Regions from separate parts of the Gossypium hirsutum genome. Here region 2 is linked to region 1. The links are chromatin contacts, called in public Hi-C maps. All regions are on one chromosome and are shown on one strand. Each heading gives the region's core, a stretch centred on a gene start, on an enhancer-like site or on the middle of the called end of the contact. The rest is flanking DNA. Distances are from core to core; before and after follow the strand shown. Region 1 has its middle 26 kb from the start of LOC107892687. Region 2 holds the start of LOC107892051 (dihydrodipicolinate reductase-like protein CRR1, chloroplastic).

What was found. Hi-C and Micro-C count contacts between places; a contact is called where the count stands out from the background.
Region 2: a contact with region 1 is called in a Hi-C map of leaf, with 3 times the contacts expected there. The contact joins the promoter of LOC107892051 here to the enhancer-like site in region 1. A contact is called at or near these places in 3 of 34 Hi-C or Micro-C datasets (leaf and petal).

What each region holds. Positions count from the first base shown.
Region 1 is chrD09:15,653,219-15,658,287 of Gossypium_hirsutum_v2.1, forward strand. No RefSeq gene overlaps it. Among protein-coding and RNA genes, the nearest start is that of LOC107892687, 26 kb to the right of the region's middle. Within about 2 kb of position 2,148, at least 2 of the 9 cell types and tissues checked have an H3K27ac peak or open chromatin away from gene starts, as enhancers often do. A contact at or near this core is called in leaf, where this site is marked.
Region 2 is chrD09:15,753,761-15,758,829 of Gossypium_hirsutum_v2.1, forward strand. It overlaps LOC107892051 (dihydrodipicolinate reductase-like protein CRR1, chloroplastic), which reads left to right and starts at 2,302. Exons shown (of 10, transcript XM_016817016.2): 1 at 2,302-2,449; 2 at 2,537-2,659; 3 at 2,759-2,833; 4 at 2,909-2,974; 5 at 3,136-3,231; 6 at 3,349-3,465; 7 at 3,711-3,803; 8 at 4,212-4,313; 9 at 4,408-4,494; 10 at 4,599-4,960. The coding sequence starts at 2,339. The coding sequence ends at 4,631. LOC107892052 (protein COFACTOR ASSEMBLY OF COMPLEX C SUBUNIT B CCB2, chloroplastic) reads right to left here. Exons shown (of 8, transcript XM_041101848.1): 5 at 4,573-5,069; 6 at 3,660-3,769; 7 at 257-2,464; 8 at 1-92.

The DNA.
Region 1 (5,069 bases), core at 898-3,397:
TATGTTTATTACGTTCGAACCACTTTGAAAGGTAGAGTATCTTATGAGCGTTTGTGCTTAATAACCAGTAGAATTCTTGTATATTGTTTGTGATTACATTTGGAACTCACTAAGTTCGCTTGAACTTACTTTATTATTTTCCTTCTCAGGCGAGTTAAGTAGAAAAGGGACTACGCCAGATTTGTTGTTGCCAGTAAGCTACTTATTTGTTTTCTGAATCATGCAGGACCATTTGGGCTGGTAACATGTAGAATTGTTTTGTAAGTAACTTTGTAATAATTTACATCTTTCGCCAATTAATTGTTTTAAAAAGAATTTCTATGTACTCTTGAGACATGTTAAATCTTAGTGAAATATAATTTTATGAGAACATTTGTAAGGCGTATACACCAAACTGTTTTAAATTATATTTAATTGTCAATGATGCACATGAAACTTTTGTATGGGAAATAATGCACTTTGCGTTTTATATAATCTCATCGACTTTTATAAGGCTTCTGTTAGATGTTTGTTTAAACTATGTTTTATTTTACTTGGTGTAATACAACGAGTGTTATAACACTCACCTCTAAATTCTCCCTTTAAGAATGTAGACTATAAAAACTTGAGGTTTACACTTCAATTACACTCATAAAAATGGTTCCACAATGAAAAAATAAAGCGCTCTCAGTATGCTATCATCTAAAACCTATACAAACCTCATAATATATATGTCTCTCAACTTGCTAACATACTAATAATTAAATACAAAGCAACCCTAAAAATTGGTAACTAAAAAATAGAAAAATTAATATACTAATAAAATCCAAAATGAAAAACACAATCAGATGGAAATTCAATATTTTAGGAAAACAATAACTTGATCCCAAATGATTCTCCATAATTCAAGGGTTGTAATTGTTCAATTCAATCAACTACAATCCAATCTTCATAGGTAACAGATTGGTTTACATTTATGTGTTTCCATATTTTGAAAATATCCACTAACTCAACAACCCAAAGATTTTGTTTCAATATATTGCCAACCCCAAATATAACTAGTTTCACTCTACTATCATAGTGATGGGTAGTAGTGGACATTGTCAAATACCACTTAAATCATTTCTTCACAACTTACCTCAACAGTAGACGCATGAATAAAATCATTTAATACTTTACTCAAAATAAGAATTAAAAAATAATTTTTAAATTGTAAACATTTTATCATATGTCAATCTTGAATAAATTCAATAATAAATATTCAAACTAATGTCTTTAAATATATTATTTAATAAAAATAAAAATTTTCTCTCCATATACATTTATAAAAATACATATATAATATTAAAAAAAACACAAGCATAAATATACAAATTTTATCTCTTACCTTTCTTTTTCTTCTCTCTATTTTCGGTTTAATAAATGACTTTAGAACACTTGTACCAAATTCATTTATTTCATAACTTTTACTTTGGTCTATATATAATTTTTTATTATATATATATATATTACAGTCACAACTTGCATTATATTTAAAGTAGATTGAATGAGATTACATTTGAAAAAAGTAGATGCTATTATTTCTATCAATGAAATTAACCATCAAGTTCAAACTTTACATATTTTTAAAATTAAATCAATTATAAATGTCATTTGAGTGTTGTAAGGTACCTAAATTCAAGATAAAAAAACCAAAAAGAGATTTCTAGTCTATTCCTCTTGATATATATCATTCAAAAGAAAAATCAAATGGAACACTGATTACTGATATTTGGTTAGGTCACCAGCAATTACATTTACATTAGGTATGTAACACTACAAGATTACAAGGAATGTAACATTCCAAGTGATAACTACAAATAAAATCCCACTCTCTTTGTTAAAAGGAAAAAAAAACCCACACACTCTCACGCATTGCTATTTGTTTAAAAGCAAAGTAGCATTTTAGAGATGAATAACCAAGAATGGAGTTATTTTCAGAGGATGGACCACCGCCAAAATAGACCAGAAAGAAAAAGGAAAAAGAAACCGGATAGATATGTAGATAAGTAGATACTACGGGGATAATGGCAACAATAGAGATAGTGGCGCCCTCTTGTGGAGACAAGCGCCTAATGAAAGCGAAGCATTAGGCTCGGACGCTCACAAACCAAAGGTGGCTTTTTGCAACCCGGGAGCTTGGGCTTGGATCCATCATCATGCATGCATTTTCGAGACAGCTTGGTGACCCCAAGTGGACTACGATTCCGTGTCAACTTGGAACACCCTTAAAGTAGAGAAATACACTTTTAAAAAAAAGTAGTTAAAAAAGACAAATTTATACTATTTGGATTAATCTCAATTTCCACATTAAACAAATTGTTCCCCTTCAAAAAAATCAAATTAATTTAATATATTCATTTTAAAAATAAGAAATTAAGAATAATTAATTATAATATTAATGTTTTTCATCAATTTTACATAAATTTGATTAATATAATAACAAATTTAGCTCTCATAATTTATATATTCTATTAATTTAATCATGATTTAACAAATTCAATCTACAATATTTTTTTATAAATGTATAAATGTTGAGGTTAAATTTATTAATTTTTTTATAATTAAGATCAAATTAACAAAATATGTACACATCGAAAATTAAAATTATCATTATAACAATCAAAATTTTGCACAATAAACAAAAATATATTAATGTTATGATGAATTTTTGTTAATTTTTTACTTTTAAAATTGATAGAGATTAAATTGTAAAATTGAGAAGAATATTGAAAAAGAAAATTTAACAATTTGATTACTGATAACGTTTTGTTGGTGCTATTCACTAAGCTTTCTTAAATTTTGTTAAGAAATTTGGCACATACGTTTAAACATCCAATTTAAAGGTAATGGACAATCAACTGAAAAAAAGGGTAATGGGCAATCAATTAAAACTTAATTTGAATACAACACAATTCATCAAACTTCATGTAACAAGTTAAACATGGATTCTTTTCTCAAATTATGTGACGTTTCAAACCAAAATTTTACCAAGTAATTCACATGCTCAATCTTTAAACACGTCATTCTTAGCCAAGGATAACATCAGTAAAGCCATGATTGCAATCTTCGAGGTAATTACGGAAAGTGTATCTCATAAGCCTACAAAAAGTACCACAGAAGAATGGTTTTCCTCTTTGAAATCGGGATAAGCCTCTCTGTCATTCACCGTTCAAAATTTTCCTACATCAAACTTGATTTAACATTTATTTTTTAAGTATTTTATATGCTGGTGGATCCATGACAGACATTTAGCTTTTGACATGGATGGTAGTTAAAGTTCGATCATTAATTAAATTGATTAAGGTAAGAAAATCTTATAAAAGATCACTTTAATAGTATTAGGTTTAAAGCTTAGTTGGGCCATATTTCACTCAATTCAAGGGTTCGTTTTTCATTGAGCAAAATCTTATTAACTTATTATCTATATTATTTTTACTATCACCCTTAATTAATTATCAACTCAATTATTAAATTATATAAATTTTAATAAAGTAATAAATGTTAATTTAACAGTATTGTTTTTATAAAAATATAGAAAAGAATCATACTTGTAATAACATTTTAACCCAAGACACCAAATATATACTCTCCTAATTTTGACACTTTAATTAAAGTAATAATTAATTTTTATATGAATTCTTAATAAATATATTATATAATTATTTTTATTCATATAATGGGTATGCCATAATCTTATTGATAGTGTTATCGTTTAAATTAGTGTCACAAATTAACTCGATACCAATTTAAGAAAAAAAAACAATGCTATAATAAAAAATTGGAATACATTTAATATTCTTTATACGATGTATAGTGACAGAACCAAAGGGGTTGGCAGGGCCCTAACCCCTCTAAAAAGGAAAAATTTCTATTTAGACCTTTTATAATTTATAAAATTTTAAATTAATAATGGCAAAATTGCACTTTAGCCCCAAAAATAATAAAAACTTGATTTAATCCTCTCAAAATTATAAATATAGACACTATTAAAATGGTGAAATTACATTTTTACTATCGTAAAAATATACAATTTAATTCCGCCCCTAAAAAAATTTTCTAACTCCACCACTAATGATATATTTATCTATTTAAATTTTCTTTTACTCAAAATTTAAACTAATTTTATTTTAATTTCATACATATTATATATGTATTATTCATTTCAAATCTTACATTCCATTATTTATTGTATATTATTTTATAAAAACACTCATACATTTTAAATATATAATTTTCATTTGGGAATACACTTATTATAACTGGATGCACTTATTAATTGTATCACAATGAAACTATTTTTTTCTCTTTTAACTACTTTCGGTTTCAATTTTGTAATAGTGTGATATACCTTAACGATTATACGAAACAATCATCAAATACCTTTTTTATTATAAAATAACGAAATCGATTACAAATTAATAAGTAACATTTGAAGTTGAAGATAAAGACTTTACATCTAAACGAATTTGATCAATAACATTAACTAGGGAACTTGAAATACTCGTGGACCGAATGAGAAATCCTTCATTAAGCATGCGAGTATAACTACAAGGAAATTAGAATCAAACCGGGAAGAGCGCCTAAAAAGGAAATCCTTCATTATAGTTTAAGAAACATGTTATGGGCCTTTTCTTTTTTTCTTTCTTTTAAATTCTCATGGGCTTATTAAGCTACCAAGAAGTCTAGGAAAAAGAGATCAAGGGCCCAAACGAAATTGAACAATCAAGAAAACGAGTGAATGGGGCCTTTCCCCAACTATAGAAGGTGGGCATTTCACCTTTTCTGTGATTTAGCCCAATTTGATGCAGTTCATGTTCCAACTTCTATTCTCATACTGTTAATTTATACTAAGTTATAAAGATGAAAATTTCACTGGTTTATTATGAAAAATATTTACAAATTGGATTCAATACTCGATGTTGAAACTAATTTTTAAATTTGAAAAAATAGGGATCGACTTTGAAAATAAAATGGGAGTCGCCACCGATCTTTTATTGAGGTATGATCGGTTCACCATTTAAAAATGATTTTGGTCTGCGAAATTTGAG
Region 2 (5,069 bases), core at 1,052-3,551, 100 kb after region 1:
AGAGTTAACTTAGAGACTCACCTAGTTCTCACCTACTGCAGCCCAAAACTCCATATCCAGACTTTCATCACACAAATCAGCATCAACTACTTCTACAGAACATGAAAATCCATCAAGATCTATTCATATATCCCTTTTTCCATCATTTCTAACATTGAAAATCCCCAAAAAATTCACTTTTTCTTTATCTTTCTGATTTACCAAATATAATAGTTTTACTCTTTCACAACATAACATGCACAGCCATAAATCTTACCTTGACATGGAGTAATCACTAGTGAAGATCCAGATCTATAACTCCAGCTTCAAGGAGAAAGAAATATTTGAAGTTTTTTAAGTTTCGGGTAACAATACTTCTTGAAAAAGGAAGAAGTAAAACTTCCTCTTTTTCTAACCCAAATATCTAAATATCTAACCTGAACCCTTATTGGAACCTGACACGTGTTACAAACTGTCACCACTGCCTTTATAAATGATTTACAGCTATGAAAACCCAATATTTTTATATTTTTCTTTGGTTCCTCTATTCAACTAGTTCCTAACCAATTCATTTAGATCATGACTAAATGAATTGGGCATACATTACCTCCGGCGATTACCCAAGTTACCCAAAATCCTCAATACTTTTACCAATTTCCTCTTAATGACTCAACACATGCTGTAAACATTTTTTTCAATAATCTAACATGTACTATGCACCTGATCTATACGCCAAAAGTATCAATTAGGCAGATAACACGACGCCACTTAGATTACTTTCGGTTTGCTCACCAAATTCAGTACTCACCAAAATAGGATGTTACATCACCGGTCCAATTAAAAATCCAAAAAGAGTAATAAAATTTAAAAAAATCTCAATTCAAACGTCTGTTCAACCGGTATTTTAGTTGATTCAACTTTCTGTTCAACTAGTTTTTTAATCGGTTTGCCGGTTCTCAATCTAATAGGTTGAAAGTCACTTTCCAAATCAATACCTCGGCTAATTCAAGATCCAACCGGCCGGTTCGATTCAAATAACACTGGCTTTATATTTGTAATTTTTTTATTGACTTTTTTTTAAAAAAAAAGAAAGACAAAAATGTCATCATAATAATATAACTTAATTAAAATATACAAGGTTAATTTGATAATTTCTTTTGACTGAATTGTGTCAAGTTGACTCTTGACACTAACTCAATCATATGAAAATATCATATAACAAAATTTTTAAGGTTACTACAAGCTATATAACTGATGATTGTTAAATTTTAAGGTAAACTGCGTAGTTGGTCATATAACTTTAATAAGTTTTCATTTTAGGCATTAGAAATAAAAAATTTGCAATTAGGCACTGCCATTAACAATTGTTTTCATTTTAGTCACTCAACTTTAATAAGATTTAATTTTTGGTCAACCGTTCATTCAATTTATTGTACACTCTTTTTAGTCATAAAATTTTAATAAGTTTTCATTTTGGCCGCTCACTTTTTAAAAATTAATTTTAATATTTTCAAAATAAACCTAGCTTTTGTACGACATTGAGTTATTCAATCCTGGAGATGAAACCATGTTTAACTCAATTCTCCATACAAACCAAGTATTTTCCTGAAGAAACCTAGGTTGGAAAATTAAAAAAAAAAATGGTTTTCCCTGTGAAAACCCAATGTTTTAAAAATTAAAGGGAATTAAAAAGATTTTTCCCTATAATTCCTATAAACCCTTGGTTTTTCCCTTTTACAGAGAAGAAACAAAAAATAATTCTAAAAGGTTAAATTAAATTAAATTAAATTTTAAAAGAAAAATGAGTAACCAAAATGAAAAGTTATTAAAGTTGAATGACTAAAATGAGTGTAAAATAATATTGAATTAATAGCGAGTGATCAAAATAAAAGTCTATTAAATATGGGAGACTAAAATGAAAAACGGTTGTTAACAATAGTACTCAATTTGTAATTTTTTTTATTCTCAATACCCAAAATAAACACTTATGAAAGTTAGATAATCAAACTGTGTAGTTTATAACACCTCGGATTTCTTTTGCTTTGGGTTTCAATTAATCAAATATTTATTACTTGATAAAATCAAAAAGCAAACGGTGAATTTTTATTTCACCGAATCTTATAATTAAAAGAGTAAAGAAAAATAAAATACTTAGCAGCCTATTTCATGAATTATACGAGCTCACTGCTAAGACATGCATGTCGCTATCATACAATACTCTCCAAAAGAGGCTTGTCAAAACCCACACAAACCTTATCCGAGGAACAAAGCATGCGTGACAATAAAAGGTTTTAGGCAAAGAAGATTTTACCCTTATCAGCTGAGAAGGCTCAGTAGCTAAATATATTTAAGAACATCCATGGCGACCTTGAGCTGCCAGTTTCATCTTGCTATCCATCGACTTCCTTGCAATGCCAGAGTTAGGCCTTCCTTCTCTTGCTCAGTGCAACCCTCTCAAAGCAATATTAAGGTAGTGGTTCAATACCTGCACAAAAAATTTTCTGCGTTACTATTCATGGTGATTAAGAAGTTGTTTGTTCACAATTTGGGGAAACAGGTTGTTATAAATGGAGCAGCAAAGGAAATAGGAAGGGCTGCAGTAATTGCAGTGACTAAAGCTAGAGGAATGGAGGTGGCCGGTGCAGTGGATTCCTATTGTGTGGGAGAAGATATAGGAAAGGTTTAAAGTCCATTCATGTCTTGTTCCATGCACTTTTACCCCCTCAATAATCACTTGGCTATAAAATCCAACTTTTAACAGTTCCTTTTTCTACATTAGGTGTGTGATATGGAAGAGCCTCTAGAAATTCCTATCGTGAATGATCTCACTATGGTTTTAGGTTCGATATCTCAGGTAGCATTCCAATTTCAATATCTTTTTAAGTTGACTTCACCGGTCATACCATTTTGATCACAATAATTCTATCAGTCAAAAGAGACAGGAGTCGTTGTTGATTTCACTAAGCCTTCAGCAGTTTATGACAACGTAAAACAGGTTCGGTATCTAAACACTACTATATTCTTATATCAACTTATTTTGCAGCCTCAGTGAATAAGCAAGGATAAACCATATTTTTCATATGACCACTGAAATGTAAATTTTCTAAGAGTTATACTAGAATAGCTGATAATAGTTTTCTTTTCAACTTCTCATAGGCAACAGCATTTGGTCTGAGAAGTGTGGTTTATGTGCCTCGGATTACGGTTGACACAATATCAGCATTATCTGCATTTTGCGAGAAAGCCAGCATGGTGAGGACAGGGTGAGATATATTTCAATGTCTACTTGTCTCACAAAATATTTTATACCGCTTTAATTTGCAGAGCCAAGTAACTTGTTGTAATTCTAACGAATACGAAATATTTTAGGGTTGCCTAGTTGCACCAACTCTGTCTATAGGATCTATTCTCCTCCAGCAAGCTGCCATTTCAGCTTCCTTCCACTACAACAATGTAGAAATTGTTGAATCAAGGGCGCATGCAACAGTAAGCTACAAGTTACATTTGGGTTTTTATATTTTCTATGGCTTTCAGTACAAATGTCGAGATGCAGTTGTCACGGCAGTCATCCAAAGTTAAATGAAATAAACACACATCTATAGAATGTGTGGTGCAATGAAGTATATGAATGTAGTTTTGCATTATGCTTTGACAATTAAGTCTACATAACTCCAACATACATGTCCCTTGTAGATGACCTGATGAGATACTAAACTTGTCATTGATTACAGGATCTTCCCTCACCAGATGCCATCCAGATTGCCAACAACCTCTCCAACCTTGGTCAGATCTACAACAGAGAAGACCTTTCAACAGATGTTTCGGTAAAGCATTGATATACAGAAAATGATGGTAGAACCAAAATGTCAAAAAGTGAATTGCACTTCTATTATCATCTATTTCTATCTAGTTGTGGCAATTAGAGAGTAGGGAAAGATGTTAAATGAAATGAAAATATACAAATGAAAAAAATCCTTAAACTTTTGTTTTTGGTGCCTATCTTGTCAGATATGATATTGCAGTAATTGTCATATAGAGCTACTAATAAAGCATAGGAAAATCCATCACATTGATCATCTGAATTCTACTAATTGGCTTATACAAGAAAGAACTAGAGATATAGATTTACATTTATGAGAATTTATGTTACCAAAAGAAAGAACAGAAGCACATATAATCCAAAATGCTAATTAAGAAGGTGGCTCATTTTTCATTTTTTTCCCCTTTGTAAGGCAAGGGGTCAAGTCCTAGGTGAAGACGGTGTACGTGTTCATAGCATGGTCCTTCCTGGGCTTCCATCTAGTACAACAGTTTACTTCTCTGGACCAGGAGAGGTAAACCCCCCCGCCCCTTCCTCTCTCCTAGCACTAGCTGTGACAATTAATTTGATACTACTCTAATCCACAAGTGCTTAACCGCTGGCCACAGGTCTACACCATCAAACATGATATCACAGATGTGCAGTGCCTCATGCCAGGCTTACTCTTGGCTATTAGAAAGGTTGCCCGACTCAAGGTAACTGATCGCATTGCAGAATATACATTATGTCTTTCTTCAAGCATTTTGTTCAGAGCATTGCAAAAGTAAACTTACTTGAGTGGTCCATACAATTTCAACAGCATCTAGTGTATGGCCTGGAGAAATTTCTGTAGAACCCCATTATTCTTCAAGCTCCTTGGTGTATAACAAGATACTTCACAGATCCAGTGAAGAATCAGTTTCATCGAAATATTTTATGAAAGGAAAGGTGTATGGCCAAGAGAAAGTTCTGTAGGATCCCATTATTTTTCAAGTTCCTTCTTGTATGACTTCAGAGTTTTGGCAGGTCCAGTGAGAATAATTTTCATCCTGCAAACAAATAATTCGTGAAAGGAATGGATTTCCTCCTTCTGAAAGATACATCTATAATAAGTTAAGAACAGCAAACAAAAATGTCATGCATTTACATTTCTTTTATATAAAACCACTGTAATTTGATCAATGCTTCAAAATTTTGGGATGTTCACTTCAAAATTAAGGCATGAAAAGCAATTTTGTCAAGGTACTATATATTGATGACACGCCGATTTTCTCATATGCTCAATCTTACT